Linked DNA regions of Gossypium hirsutum: region 2 is linked to region 1. A link is a contact called in public Hi-C data. All regions are on one chromosome and are shown on one strand. Each heading gives the region's core, a stretch centred on a gene start, on an enhancer-like site or on the middle of the called end of the contact. The rest is flanking DNA. Distances are from core to core; before and after follow the strand shown. Region 1 holds the start of LOC107955367 (auxilin-related protein 2). Region 2 holds the start of LOC121231825 (calmodulin-like protein 3).

Region 1 (6,626 bases), core at 2,029-4,528:
TATTCCAGGCCCTACCCATTGCAAACTCTTCAAGTTCATCAATTTGAGATGTAACAGAGCAGTTTGCTGCAGCACGAGTTGACTGGGAGCTCCGTTGTGAGTACTGAGTTGAATTCTGGAAAGAAGAAAAATCATCTACCTTCATTTTTGCATTTGTGGAAGAAAATGAGCCTGCCGTTGTCTTTGAAACTCGTGGTGGTCTTGAAGGAGGGGGTCTTGAAGGGGGTGGAGCAGTAGTAGGTTGTGTAAAGAGTGGAATCTCTGATACAGTGAGCCAAACATCATCAGATGCATCAAAATTCACCTCAGATCTGGGAGTTGAATGTACCTGGGAACTAGTCTCATTAGAATCGACGTTCATGTATGGGGGAGGGCTAGTAGCTCGACCAACAGAGCTATGAAAATCAGTTGACAGACTGGGCAAGTCAAACATGGGTTGATGAGAGTCAAGAAAATTGTCCATAGAAGGCATCCTCTTCTTTCTATGGTTCTCATAATCCCTATGATTTTGCTCTTTAGTAACAGGAGCTTCTTGTCCGCTATCAGTGCTTAAAGGACTCCTATCCTTCCCTCTCTTATTGATCTCAGATGATCCGAGCGGTACAGATTTTCCAAGACCATCAAGAGGATCAATATCATCAAATACTCCCCCACTTCCAGATGAGCTCTCTACTCCAGACTTCCTAAATCCATTAAGTTTACTTGTTACTCCAGGGGGGTCAGCAAACAACCCTGTGGATAAATCTGCAGGGTCCGGTTTCGGTTCTAAGACAACAAAAGGGTTCTCCATCAAATTAGAGCCAGTCTTGCTTGAATTTGAGGCTAGTTTCTGAGACCGGTTAGACTCTGAAGTTGATCTGCCCATAGGATGGAGCACAATATCAGCTAATATTTTACAAGGTTTAGGCAAGTATTATAAACAAGAGATAAATAAGACTTCATAGAAAAGATATTGAACACAAAGAAAGATACAACGTCCCAAGCTTCAAACAAAGATTTTGGGTAGAAAAGTACCATAACATATTTAACCCTTTTATTGCCCTTTCTTCAAACTTAAGCTGACATAGTTTCCAATTAAGCATAATCACAATTGTAACAAAAGTAAGTTTTATTTCTTTGGTTTATTTACCTCTGCCATGTCCGGCAACAGCTCAAACACTGTGAATAATAGCCATTAAATGATTTCCAAATACATAAGAAAATCTCAAAAATTTCAGGCAGTACCTATTGTCCCATCTTAACTCCAACAACAATGGATAACCAACCGAATGATACCCTAGCAAATGAAATTGATTTAGGAACTTTGCCACCTTAATGAAAAATAGAAATGACAAGCATTCCTCAAACGTGATTAGGAGTAAGAAGGGTCAGAGATGTGCACAATGAGTGCTCAATGAGTCCAATTCTAATATATATGTGAAGTGTATCGTAATTAAAAACCCCAAAACAATCATAAGCTAGCCCTCCTGATCCTAAATGTAGATGTCTATAGCATTTGCTGCTCCAAATGAGAAGCTCCCTCAAATATGTAACTGCATCAAAGTGAATATCTTTCCTAGTGGGAAAAGAATTGAAAAACCAGTGAACAATGTTAGTTTCAAGTTCATTACAACATACTTCATTACAACATACAGACTTTTTTTTACCTCCATTAGATCAGCTCTCAGATCATATCATTGACAGTGTCAATAAACTCCAATAAATCACAGCTCTCTAGAGAAGATAGTAAACTGAAGCTTTAATTGCATTAAATATAGGAAGAAGCTATGCTATACAGTTGAGAAACCAAACAATAAAGAGCAACTAAATGAAAAATAATTCTAGAAACACCAAGTCAACTAAGTCAATTTTAGCAAGTAAATTACCATCTTTAGTCGTTTTCCAGAAAATCACACAAAAGTACCTTGCATGTATGGTTTTCCAGACAAACGATTGACATTAAATTATTTAAAACATACAAAACCAGTAAGCAAATAGCCTTGACTAAAGTCTTACAGCAAACAAGAGCTAATCTTAACTACAAAAATATGTAACTAAAAATGCTCATCTCAGTGAATGCATTGCCCCATTTTGCATGCTAATTGCCAAAACCACAGCCATGTCTCAGAACCTTACACTATATTGCACATATAAGCATTTATGCAAACATATCATAAATCGCCAGTACCCTTTAATATAAAAAGCCAGCACGAATACCTATAGTGAAGTGTCCGAACGATGCAAGTTCAACCAAACATAACATGGAAATAGTATAATATGCATTTATCCCAAAATCAAAGCCTTTACAAACCGGAAGATACCTTGCAGATGCTGCAGAGTTACTCTGACCGAAACCAGCGAGCAAATCATCAAATAAAGGTGCATCATTTTCTGCTTTCACTCTCTCGCTCTTGGACTTCATCTCGGTCTCTTTCCTCCCCAGATTCCCAAGCAGAGCATCCAGCGGCGAGCTACTCATCGATTTATGCTTTGGAGAAGACCCCGAGACCGCAAAAACGTCGTCGTATTTAGCGGCCGTGGAGGAGCTCTTGATCCCGGGCAATCCGTCGAAAAGATCGTCGTCATAAACAGGCTTGTCAAAAACCGGCGGCTTCGGGTCCTTGAAAAAGGAATCGTAATCGAACGACGGCGTTTGCGCGCTAGTGGCTCGAGACTCAGAAGAGTATTTAGGCTGTCCACGGTAGCCGTCGTCGTCGAAAATGGAATTGGATGACGATTTGGAGTTGCCGTATGAGGATCGGGTAAAATCGGATCCGAACCCGTAATTGGAACCCGAAGAAGGGTTTTTAGGAGGTGCCATCGGGGCCGACTTCCCTTGGGGCTTGACCCCAAAATCTTTGGCTAATAAACCTGGAAAATCATCCATTTCAATTCAGATTCTCGGATAGAACCGGCGGTTCTTACTACGTCGCCGATTTGCCCAATCCCTTTCGCCACTAAATTTCCGACAAGGCCTAGATCTGAGCAAACATAAAGGAAGAAAAACAAAGGGGAGCGAGTAATCTATTGCCAAATAATATTGAGCAAAAATATAGATAATAATAATATTTCTAATTTATTCTTTCAGATTTGAAAAAAAAAATGGGGACAATGAAAGGGAGGGAAGGAGACAAAAAATTGCGCTTTGGCTGTTTAGTTTATTTCCCCCTTTTTTTTTCTCTCCTTCTCAACGGCTTCCCACTCTCTTGTGTCTCCGCCCGATTTTCAGACCGGTTTTTATTTTGTATTTTTGAAAATTGTTTTAAAAAATAAAAAGATGGAAAATCTTATCATTGATTTGCTTTTTGAATTTTCACTTTGGTACTTCTTTTATCCGTAGAAACCTTGAAGATGTTAGTATTTATACAAAAATCTACAATATTTTTGAATATGTGTAATTTGCCCCATGAACATGAAATTTCCAAAATTAAAAAGTAATACTTGGTATAATTAGTTTACAAGTTCCATTTTTTTAATCACAAAATAAAATTTGAATTTTACTATTTAATTTAAAGATTAATTATTTATTTATACACATTAAATCAATGACTTTAAGTTTTGTTTATCTGTATTGGATAGTTTTATGGGCATGGCAGAGATAAATAAGACTATTATTATTCTTATTGTTCCAAAGGTATCGCATGTGTAATATTATATAAAATCTTCTCTAAAATGATTTTGAATAGATTTTAGACCAATTTTGCATCTTTGAATAGATAAGACATAAAGTGCTTTTTTACTCCAACATCTTATAACTAATAATCTTATTATGGATTATAAGATTATTCATATGATGAATACTGAACAACGTGATAAAAAAAATCACATTTTATTGAAATTGGATATGAGCAAAATTTATCATCGTGCGGAATGGAATTTCTTAATTATTGGTATTAAGTTTTCATGATAGATGGGCAGCACTTACTATGCTTTCTTTTCAAGTGTGGTCTTCGATAGAGTGACCCACTATTTTCGTGTTTATTTGTATAGAGGGGTTTTCAAGTTTACTACGTCAGACCATAGATCGAGGGAACTGTTATGGCATTTGGATTACTCGACAAGAGGATTTTCTTAGCCGTTCTTTTATGATGACAAACTCTTGCTCAGTTGCTTGGTGAAGCCATTGGCCATGAGGAGTTTTGTTTCAAACAAATGATTAATATTCGGGTCATTAAACTAATTATGAAAAGTCCAAGATCTTTTTTAGTGCTAATTTGTGTTGTGCTTTATGCTCTCAGATTGTTTGTGTTTAGGATTGTTACTGCTGTAGATATTGAAACTTATCTTAGTTTCCCTTCTTTCGTGGGACGTAATTGCACTCATGCTTTTGCTTACTTATGTGATAGAATCTCATCTCATAAACTACGTTGTTTATCCAGAAGTCGATGTGTTTATTAAATCTATTTAACAAGAAATGCCAATTTACTTAAGGAGTTATTTTAATTACCTATACTAGTTTTCTTCACTCTATTGATTCATTTATTACGCATTACTGGTGGACTAATGGTGCTATTAGTAAGGGATCATTGGCTTAATCGGGGTTGGTTTTGTAGGGGTTTTCATTTTCGTGATATGAAGCTTTTTAATCAATCTCTACTTCGTAAATAAGGGTAGCATCCTATTACAGAACCGAATTAATTAGTTGCTAGAAAGTTGTGTGCCAAGTATTATCCAAATAGAAATAGGGACTTTTTATCTTCTACTTTAGGAACACAATCATCATATTCGTGGTGCAGCATTAAGGGTGCATAGGATATTTTCTTATTTGGGATTGGTTGGCAAATTAAGAATGGAGCTACTGCTTATGTTTGGCGGGAGGCTTGTGTTAAGCTTAATATACATAAAAAGAGGGGTGAATTGATATTGGTTTAGCCTCAATTACTTACTTCCATTGTCTTATCTTTCCTTAATTAAGGATTTTTCCAATTCACTGATGGGTACATTTAAGGGCAAGGTATTACCTCTACAAATTTCTGTCTTTTAATTTGGTAAGATTAGCTCCACTATTCTCTTTAAAATTTTCTACCCAAAGCCTTAATTAAGCTCACACATGAAAGAAATGAACAACAAACTAAAGAAACCTCTCAAAGGTATATTTGCAATGTTTAAGCAGTCTCAAATAAAAATAAACACTTGAACAATGAACAACAACTAAACCCGACAAGTTTTATGAAAGAAATATGAGTGATCTTAATAAACTTGTTTCCTAATGGGTGTCGAATCCACTAAAAATGATATTCTTATGTCTAAAGAGTAAAAAAAGAGTAGTATAGGGAGTAGGATCGATCCCAAAAAGATTGGGATATCTAAAATTGTTGTTCGGTTCAACCAAGTTACGCATCTCAACAGTTGTCATGCTCACGATGTGTGACGGTTTGTGCAAAGTTAAAAAAAAGGTAAATTTAAATTTGATAAAAGTAAAAAATAATAGAGATAATTGAAATAAAAATAATAGTAAAAATAAGTAGAAATTAAATTAAATTGAATAAACTGATATGATGAAATTTTAGCCTCAAGCTCGATTTTTGCTCCGGTTTCGAACCGACCCTTGATAACAAATTTTCTCCTTCAACCAATAAGTTAGTTATAGTGGTTGAGGATGCTTCATGTAACAGCCCGTTTTCAATGGTATCGAAAGTAATGGTTTCGGGACCACAATTTCGACAAGTGAGTTAGTTATTTATTATTTATTTATTATTATTATAAAGTAGAATTAAAATTTGGTTAGAAAATTTTAACGTTTAAATAGTTAATTAAGTAAAAAGGACTAAATCGTAAAGGTTGCAAAATTTAATTGCTAATTGTTAAAGGAGTTAAATGGTTATAGAAAGTTGATTTGGTGAAGTTATGTGGTAATTAGACCACATAGTTAGCTAGTGGACGGTTAAAACCATTGTTTGTTTAATTATTAAAGGTTATTACAAGGGTAAAATAGTAAATAGGTAAATAAATTAATCATAAACAAAATAATAGGTGATCATCTTCTTCATTGACCCATCTACCACCGAAATCACCATTGAAATAAGCTTGGGAGAGTACGGTTCTTGTGCTAGCTTGCGTGTAAGTGATTTTGGTTGTCATTTTTAATGATTTTTATGTTTTATGATTATTTTAGCTTAATCTAACTAACCGAAGGCTAATTTGTAAAACTGTTAGATGTTTTAGATTACACCATTGATGATTTTGAAGTGTTTTTGAAGTTTGATGGTAAAATTATAAGCCTGATAGTTAAATAGGGTTATTTTGTAAAGTAGTTTTTAATGATTTTAACATCCAAAGGTTAAATTGTGGAAATAGTAAAATTGAATGAAAATTCTTGTGAAAATAAGGTAAACATAGGCTTTAGAGAGATCCTAGGAAATTCGGCTAGCATGGGTTGTAGTAAATGTGAGCAATTTGTAAGTTTCGGGTTTAGTGACTAAATTACATAAAGGGCAAAATGTTGGGGTAATTTTGTAAATTGTTAGTAAAAGGGTTTTTATGCATAAATTTGATTATTAAGTTGTTTGAATTGTTTAATTGAATGAAATTATTATTTAGATCAAGAAATGAGTCAATCAATTGTTAATCGCGGAAGAAAAAGGTCGTTGAGTAGGCATCTTTGAATTTCAGTAGCTATCGTATTTCAGTAAGTTCGTATTAGGTTA
Region 2 (6,626 bases), core at 2,997-5,496, 370 kb after region 1:
CGAATTTTAGGGTTTTTCTTGACAGAAACTATTGGGAAACAAATGCTTAATTTTGGAGTATTCGGGGTATGCAAAATTTAATGACGGTTTTTTTTTTCTTTTAAGGAAAATAAAATTGTAATTGTTGGTGTGATTTAGGAGTATCTGTCCAATGAATATAGTTAAGTTGGATTGTTCTGCCTAAATACCCTACCCAATCTGTTTTGTTGTAGTTGGATGGTGGAAGGAAGGAAGAAAGCCCTGTAGAAAAATGAAGGAAAGGGTTTTGTAAATGATTATGGTGATATTGATTTTGCAATGAAGATTGGCTAACTAATTTTATGGAATTTAGTTACCTATTGATGCTGCATTTGTTGTGCTCAGTTCTGGTTTTTATGAATATACCATTTTGGTGAAGGTATTGTTTGATGTCCCTATACGAGCTGCGTTTCATATTCTGTTATTCAGGTCCTCACTCAGTCCTCTAGACAAAGGAATAGACTGAATTCTACGGTTACCTCAGTTAATCATATGTCTCTTTGTTGTTACTGTTGCCAAGTCTTGGTTGAAGAACTGTCTAAATAATGGCATTCCAAATAACGGTATTGTTGTCATCATCCTATACTTTTAATTTGACACTTTCATCTAAGGAATTGGGTTTTAAGCATCCTCCTTAGCTTAATTAGTTTATTTCCTTTTCTTAGTCATAGCTGAAACCAAAACAGTAGGATCTTGAGCATTTCCTTGTTTCTTTCTTTAATGTCCATCGGTAAGTTATATCTTTTGTATGTTTGTGTAAATTATCACTTTCACTTGATTCTAGAATTATCTTGTTGAGTCCTTTACATCTTTGAATTTGAACCCATTCCTACTAGTGGTCACTGAATTAACGTGCATATCTTGTGGTTCATCTGACCACTTGAAAAGTTTTGAGAACTGTTTCTGACGTGTCATATGATTTGTTGCTAGCAAATTATTATAAAAATTATGATTTGCATAGCATGAAAAGGCACCATACTATTATTTTCCTTTTTAAATTATATAAACTTGTCATTTTGCTTGATGTTAAAAACGAGGTTAGAAGGTCTGATTCTTTTCTTTTCCTTTTTTGGTAATAGTGGGATTTGGACAAAGAAGGTGGGAAAGCAGACAGCTCAGTTGAAGAAAAAACAGCTGAACCAGAAGGAAGCGAAATCCTAGAACCGTATGTGGGTATGGAATTTGAATCTGAAGATGATGCTAAGAAATTCTACATAGAGTATGCCAGACGGATAGGATTTGTGGTGCGAATTATGCAGCGTCGTCGTTCGGGGATTGATGGAAGAACACTTGCTCGTCGTCTAGGATGCAACAAACAGGGTTTCTCTCCTAATCATAAGGGCACACTAGGACAAGAGAAAAAGCCACGTCCTAGTTCACGAGAAGGTTGCAAGGCAACTATTTTGGTTAAGATGGAAAAGACAGGAAAATGGGTTGTTACAAGATTTGAAAAGGAGCATAATCATCCCCTTATGATCACAACCAATGGATTCAATACCACGGTGAGGTTCTATAAAGTTCTATATAAGAAAAATACTTCTAATTGTTTTATATTATATATTATATTAGTCTCTCATTCCCAATAAACTTGTCGCGTTTTGACTCTTAGTCATCAATTTTTAGAACTTTGATAAAAAAATATAGTTAAAAAACTTTTTAGTGATTTTTAAATATCGTTAATTAAAATATTAAAAATAATAAGTCAATGTTAAAAAAAGTTTGACCACCCAAAAAAGTCAATTATGACAACTTAATTTGGACTAAGATAAAAGGAGTATATATATATATATCAAATAGAGTTTAAATGTCTTGAACTTTGTTTTTGAATCTTATACTTGAGATCATTGACTCTTCCTTTATTTTTGTTGTTTTTACTTTCTTTGCGCATTAAGTAGAATGTTCCTATTTCTGGTTTTCATGTTTTTGGCTTGGTGCTAATTGTTTGGCATGGACAATTTCAGCTTTATTATATAGAGGGCAGATATTTTTAGATAATTTAAAATTATAGAATATGCTGTGGGGTGGGTGAAATTTTCCCTCATTGAGATTAATGGCTGTGATTGAATTTTTTCGGTGACCAATTATTTTCTAGAATTGAACATAATTCCTGCGTAAAGCTTGTTTTATAATATATGAAGTATCAATGCTGCGGACCCCATTGGTTAAAGCTGGGGATAGATGATAATTTTGGTGTTACAACTTCTGCTTTTGTTCCTTTGAATTGGTCATCACTGAAAATGCCCCTGGAAGCTTTCTAATTTATAGATGTGTATAAATGAAAATAAATTCTCCTATGTATTGGACTAGGATATTTGATGTCATGCAATACGCTGCTTCTTGTTGAACTAGCTTCAGGAAGAGTATAAGTGCGCTGAGTGTATCATTAACACGCTTTCTGCAGAGTCACATTATAAGCTTTCTTTGGGAACTTAGGTGTTCTTCTCTGATAAGGTGAAGGATGATTCTTTGATTGTAAGAGTAGGGACCTTTTCTTTTCTTCTCTTGTTAGCCGAATGTAATTATTTGCTTGTGGTTGTTAAATATCTATATACTTGCATAACAGTATAACATTCCTCCGTTATTCACTGCTGCTGCTGGCAATGATTGGCTTTTTTTTTGAGTTTTTAGGGTGATAAGGACAAGAAAATTGAAGAACTCACGATGGAGTTAGCGCATCAAGAGCAATTATGTTCAGCTTATCGAGAAAAGTTGTTTGCGTTCATTAACAACGTTGAGAAGCAAACAGAAGAACTATCTTCAAAGATTGAAGTTATAGTAGACAATGTTAGGAAACTCGAAGCTCAAAGGCAGAGATTTACGCACCGTAGCGCAGGTAGCCTTGGTATTTAACTTGACCAATTAATGCTATGATTAGATTTGTATATTTGGTTTCTTGGAAGCTTTTAATCATGTACAAAATTCTTTAGGATCATTTTGTTTTAGTCAAGATGCTTAACATTTGACATTGTGCAATCAAACTAAAAAGCATCTTGTTAGATGAAATTGGAGCTTCATGATTCTCTTGTGGATTGATTTTGCTAGTAAAAAGGTGGAAAATAGAAATAGTTTTGTAATTTTGAACAATTTAGTTGTATGATTAGAAATTAGATACATTAATGTCAAACCAACATCTCTTAATATTTTCTATGCGTACATATATGCACACAGACATATATATATGTATTTTGACTATTAACTTGAACTTAAGGCAGCAAAGCTACCACCTTTCATCATCTGCTGGAACTCCTCGAAATTAACCCTACCATCTCCATCTGCATCTACTTTTGTTATCATATTCTTGCAATCCTCAATAGTTCTTCCCTGCTTCAACCCTAATGATGATAGAACCGACCTCAACTCCTCAAATGTGATGAATCCATCTCCGTTTTGATCGAAGACATTAAATGCTTCCATCATTTCTTCTTCTTCGTTCCTCTCATTCACCATCATTTGATACAATTCACCAAATTCATCGATATCTACAGAACCATCTCCGTTCACATCAATGTTATCAATGATTTGGTTTATTTCTTTATCGGAAAGAAAAATACTGAACTCCTCGAGTGAATCGCTAAGCTCTTTCTTTGTGATCTTGCCATCTCCATTCTTATCAAACATTTGGAACACCTTGCGAAGCTCAACTAGATCCATTTCTTTTATCAAACAAAACTAAACCCAAACCAAAATACACCACCTTAGAGCAAAAATGATAAGAGAGATGAAAATTGGACTATTGAGAGAGATGGGAAAGGTAATTAACAAGGAAAATCAATGGAGAATTAGTGTTGATTGTTGTTTACAATTGTGAAGAAAGAAGAGAGGGATGTAAAGGATGCACACTAAAACAAGCCTAACGAAATCAGTTGTTAATAAATAACAAGGTGAGAGGTTTTCCTTTTGTGGATGTGAAAAGCTTTTTAAGTTTAAAAAAAAAAGTGATAGAATTGGGCTAAAATTAGGCATCTGTTCGGTCATTTTAGATTAGTTCAAGAATTGGACCGTTAATAAATGGAGGCAAAAATGCTGAACACTTGGAGACTTGCCATGATGTCATTGCCAACCAAGGTAACATTGAATGGATTGAGGTTCTACTTACACATAATGTTTTCAATCACCTTACATAAAATCTATATACTTCATTGAGTTATATTAATAATCTTTTTATTTAAAAATAATGGTAAAAATATAGATTTAAACCCACACCAATTAGGTTGATAAAATCTTAAAACTTACCATTTAACCAAAATTTCATTTTAATATATTTTATAAATTTTTATTTTAATATACATAATTTACTATCACCATTAATTGTATATATTAATAATATTATTTATTAAGTTAATGTCACATATCAACTTGACACTAACTCACAATTAATGATAACATCACAATAAATAATTGTAATATATTTAGTACTGTTATTTTATTTTATTCACAAATTAATCTAAATATTATACATTAATTAATTTCAATATTTCTAGAATGAATTAAATATTTTATTCAAATCCGATTCAAATTAAATTGATTTTATTCTAGCTTTGTGTAATACATCCTTTTACCTTACTTTTTAACCTCTTTTTTTTTTACAATTAGTTTAATTTAAGAACAATCATATTTAAAATATCTATTACAACATTTTTTTCTTGAAAATAAAAATATTAATTAAAACTGAAAAGAGAATAATTAATATTAACAAAAATAAAAATAAAAATACATCATATTCATCCATCATTTTTTGCTAGTTCTATTTAATTTAGAGATCAGAAAGCGGAAAAAGAAAAAGAGCAGATTGTTAGCAATATGATTTCCAGTTCTCACCCATTTAATTTCACTAATTGAATTTGACCATAATCGGTTCTAAAGATGAGTTTAAATATGTAAATTAGTATAAAAACATAACAACAAAATTAGATACTTAAGTAGCAACACTGTAATGTAAACACACCACCCCAAGCACCCATCCAAATCCGCCCTAAATCCCATTCCTTCTAATGCTTTGGGTTTTCCATACATCATGTAAAGATCCATCTTTATATCACAATTCTTCTGCTGCTTCCTCCCATGCCTCTTCTCTTCTACCCAATGTTTTAATTTCAATTTGATTATTACCTTGTCTGGATATTTCCGGAGTAATGTTTACAATCCATATTGATAAGGAAAGAGCCCCAAATTACGGCACTTTGAACAACCCATCGCTATCCTTCCAACCCAAAATTTCTATGACCCGATCAGACGTAGCTAACAAACAATGATACTGCTAATCTAAAATAAAGATTCAAATCTAGAGTCTATTAGAAAAACAAGTTTTTATGGTGTATATCAACTAAATCGTGCTCATCAAGGGTACTTGATTCTCATAATTTACACGCTATTATGTTACAGGTTATGAACAATCACGCTTACCAGATCTCACTACTAGGCTTTTAGAAATGAAAACAGCTGTTCATGTTTAAATAACGCAAGGGAAAAAGAGAGAGAAATGTATTCCAACCATGTGCCCAATAAGATCAGTTAAAAAGGGATCAAATTGGGCGAGTAAGTCGGAAATCAAATGGAATTTGATGATATAGCAAACGAAGAAATTGCCTCAAAATAAATTCGTCTTTACGACGGTTTTGGGACAGAGTGCGTTTGCATTGATTTTTTTTCTCCATTTTTGAAAAAAATATAAAGGTGAATATACCAGTAGTAAAAGGGCCTGAAAAATCAGGGAAAATATATCAGATTCAGGCGAGTGATACTGGCTGAGAATTTAGATATCGCAAGAAATTTCAATTATTTGATTGAGTGGGTCGCCTCCATCTACACCCAATCAAGAAGCTGACTTGCTTTATCATTCCTTCAATATGAAAACACACGCACAAAACGGCAAAGGGAGGGACGCTACCGAGAACAGGATGAAAGATGAGGAGGTAGGATGCTATATATAAGGAATTGAAAATTAGGGCTAGGGTTCAAATTTTATTCATGAGGTTTTGGTGGTCGGAGTTTTCTTGAAATAACCAGAGGCCCAAATTTCCTAATTTAGTTTAGATTGAAAAGGCTGGCCCAAGTAAAATGGCCTTTTGCATTAATTTGGGCCACTACCAAATTTTGTTTGAATATATATTATTAATGTGTTTTTTCATTTGGCCCAAATTTCTTAATTTAGTCATCAATGTTTGCATTTTTCATTAATTTGGTTATTATTCTTTTTTTGAGTTAAATTTAATCTTTAAATTTTCTAAAAAGAGTCAAATCATTTTTTAATGAAAATGTTAACTAAAATATTAATTTTTAACGTTTGATAACTCCTATGACAGTCCATATATGCATCATACTAACATAACAGTATTTGTTTTAGATGTCACGTCAATAAATAATTCAAAATTTATAAAATACATCAAAATTAAAATTTAAAAAGCCGATTAAATCTTGACTTAATTGGTATGAAAATTGTTGCTAATACAATAGGACGTGAGTTTAAATGCGCTGAAACGCATTATCCTCCTATTTATGAGTTAAGAAGGAGATATAAGTAGTTCTAAACATTATGTCAAAAAGAGTAGATATGATCAAAACCTACGATGAGGTGGTTCAAAAAAATTTTAAAATATAAATTTTTAAAA

The links. Hi-C and Micro-C count contacts between places; a contact is called where the count stands out from the background.
Region 2: a Hi-C map of leaf shows a contact between it and region 1, with 6 times the contacts expected there. The contact joins the promoter of LOC121231825 here to the promoter of LOC107955367 in region 1. A contact is called at or near these places in 3 of 34 Hi-C or Micro-C datasets (all in leaf).

What each region holds. Positions count from the first base shown.
Region 1 is chrA07:92,579,770-92,586,395 of Gossypium_hirsutum_v2.1, forward strand. LOC107955367 (auxilin-related protein 2) reads right to left here and starts at 3,279. Exons shown (of 8, transcript XM_016891136.2): 1 at 2,301-3,279; 2 at 1-857. The coding sequence starts at 2,866.
Region 2 is chrA07:92,949,409-92,956,034 of Gossypium_hirsutum_v2.1, forward strand. LOC121231825 (calmodulin-like protein 3) reads right to left here and starts at 4,247. Exons shown (of 1, transcript XM_041116640.1): 1 at 3,065-4,247. The coding sequence starts at 3,669. The coding sequence ends at 3,211. LOC107954976 (protein FAR1-RELATED SEQUENCE 5) reads left to right here. Exons shown (of 3, transcript XM_016890669.2): 2 at 1,098-1,520; 3 at 2,647-3,142. The coding sequence ends at 2,868.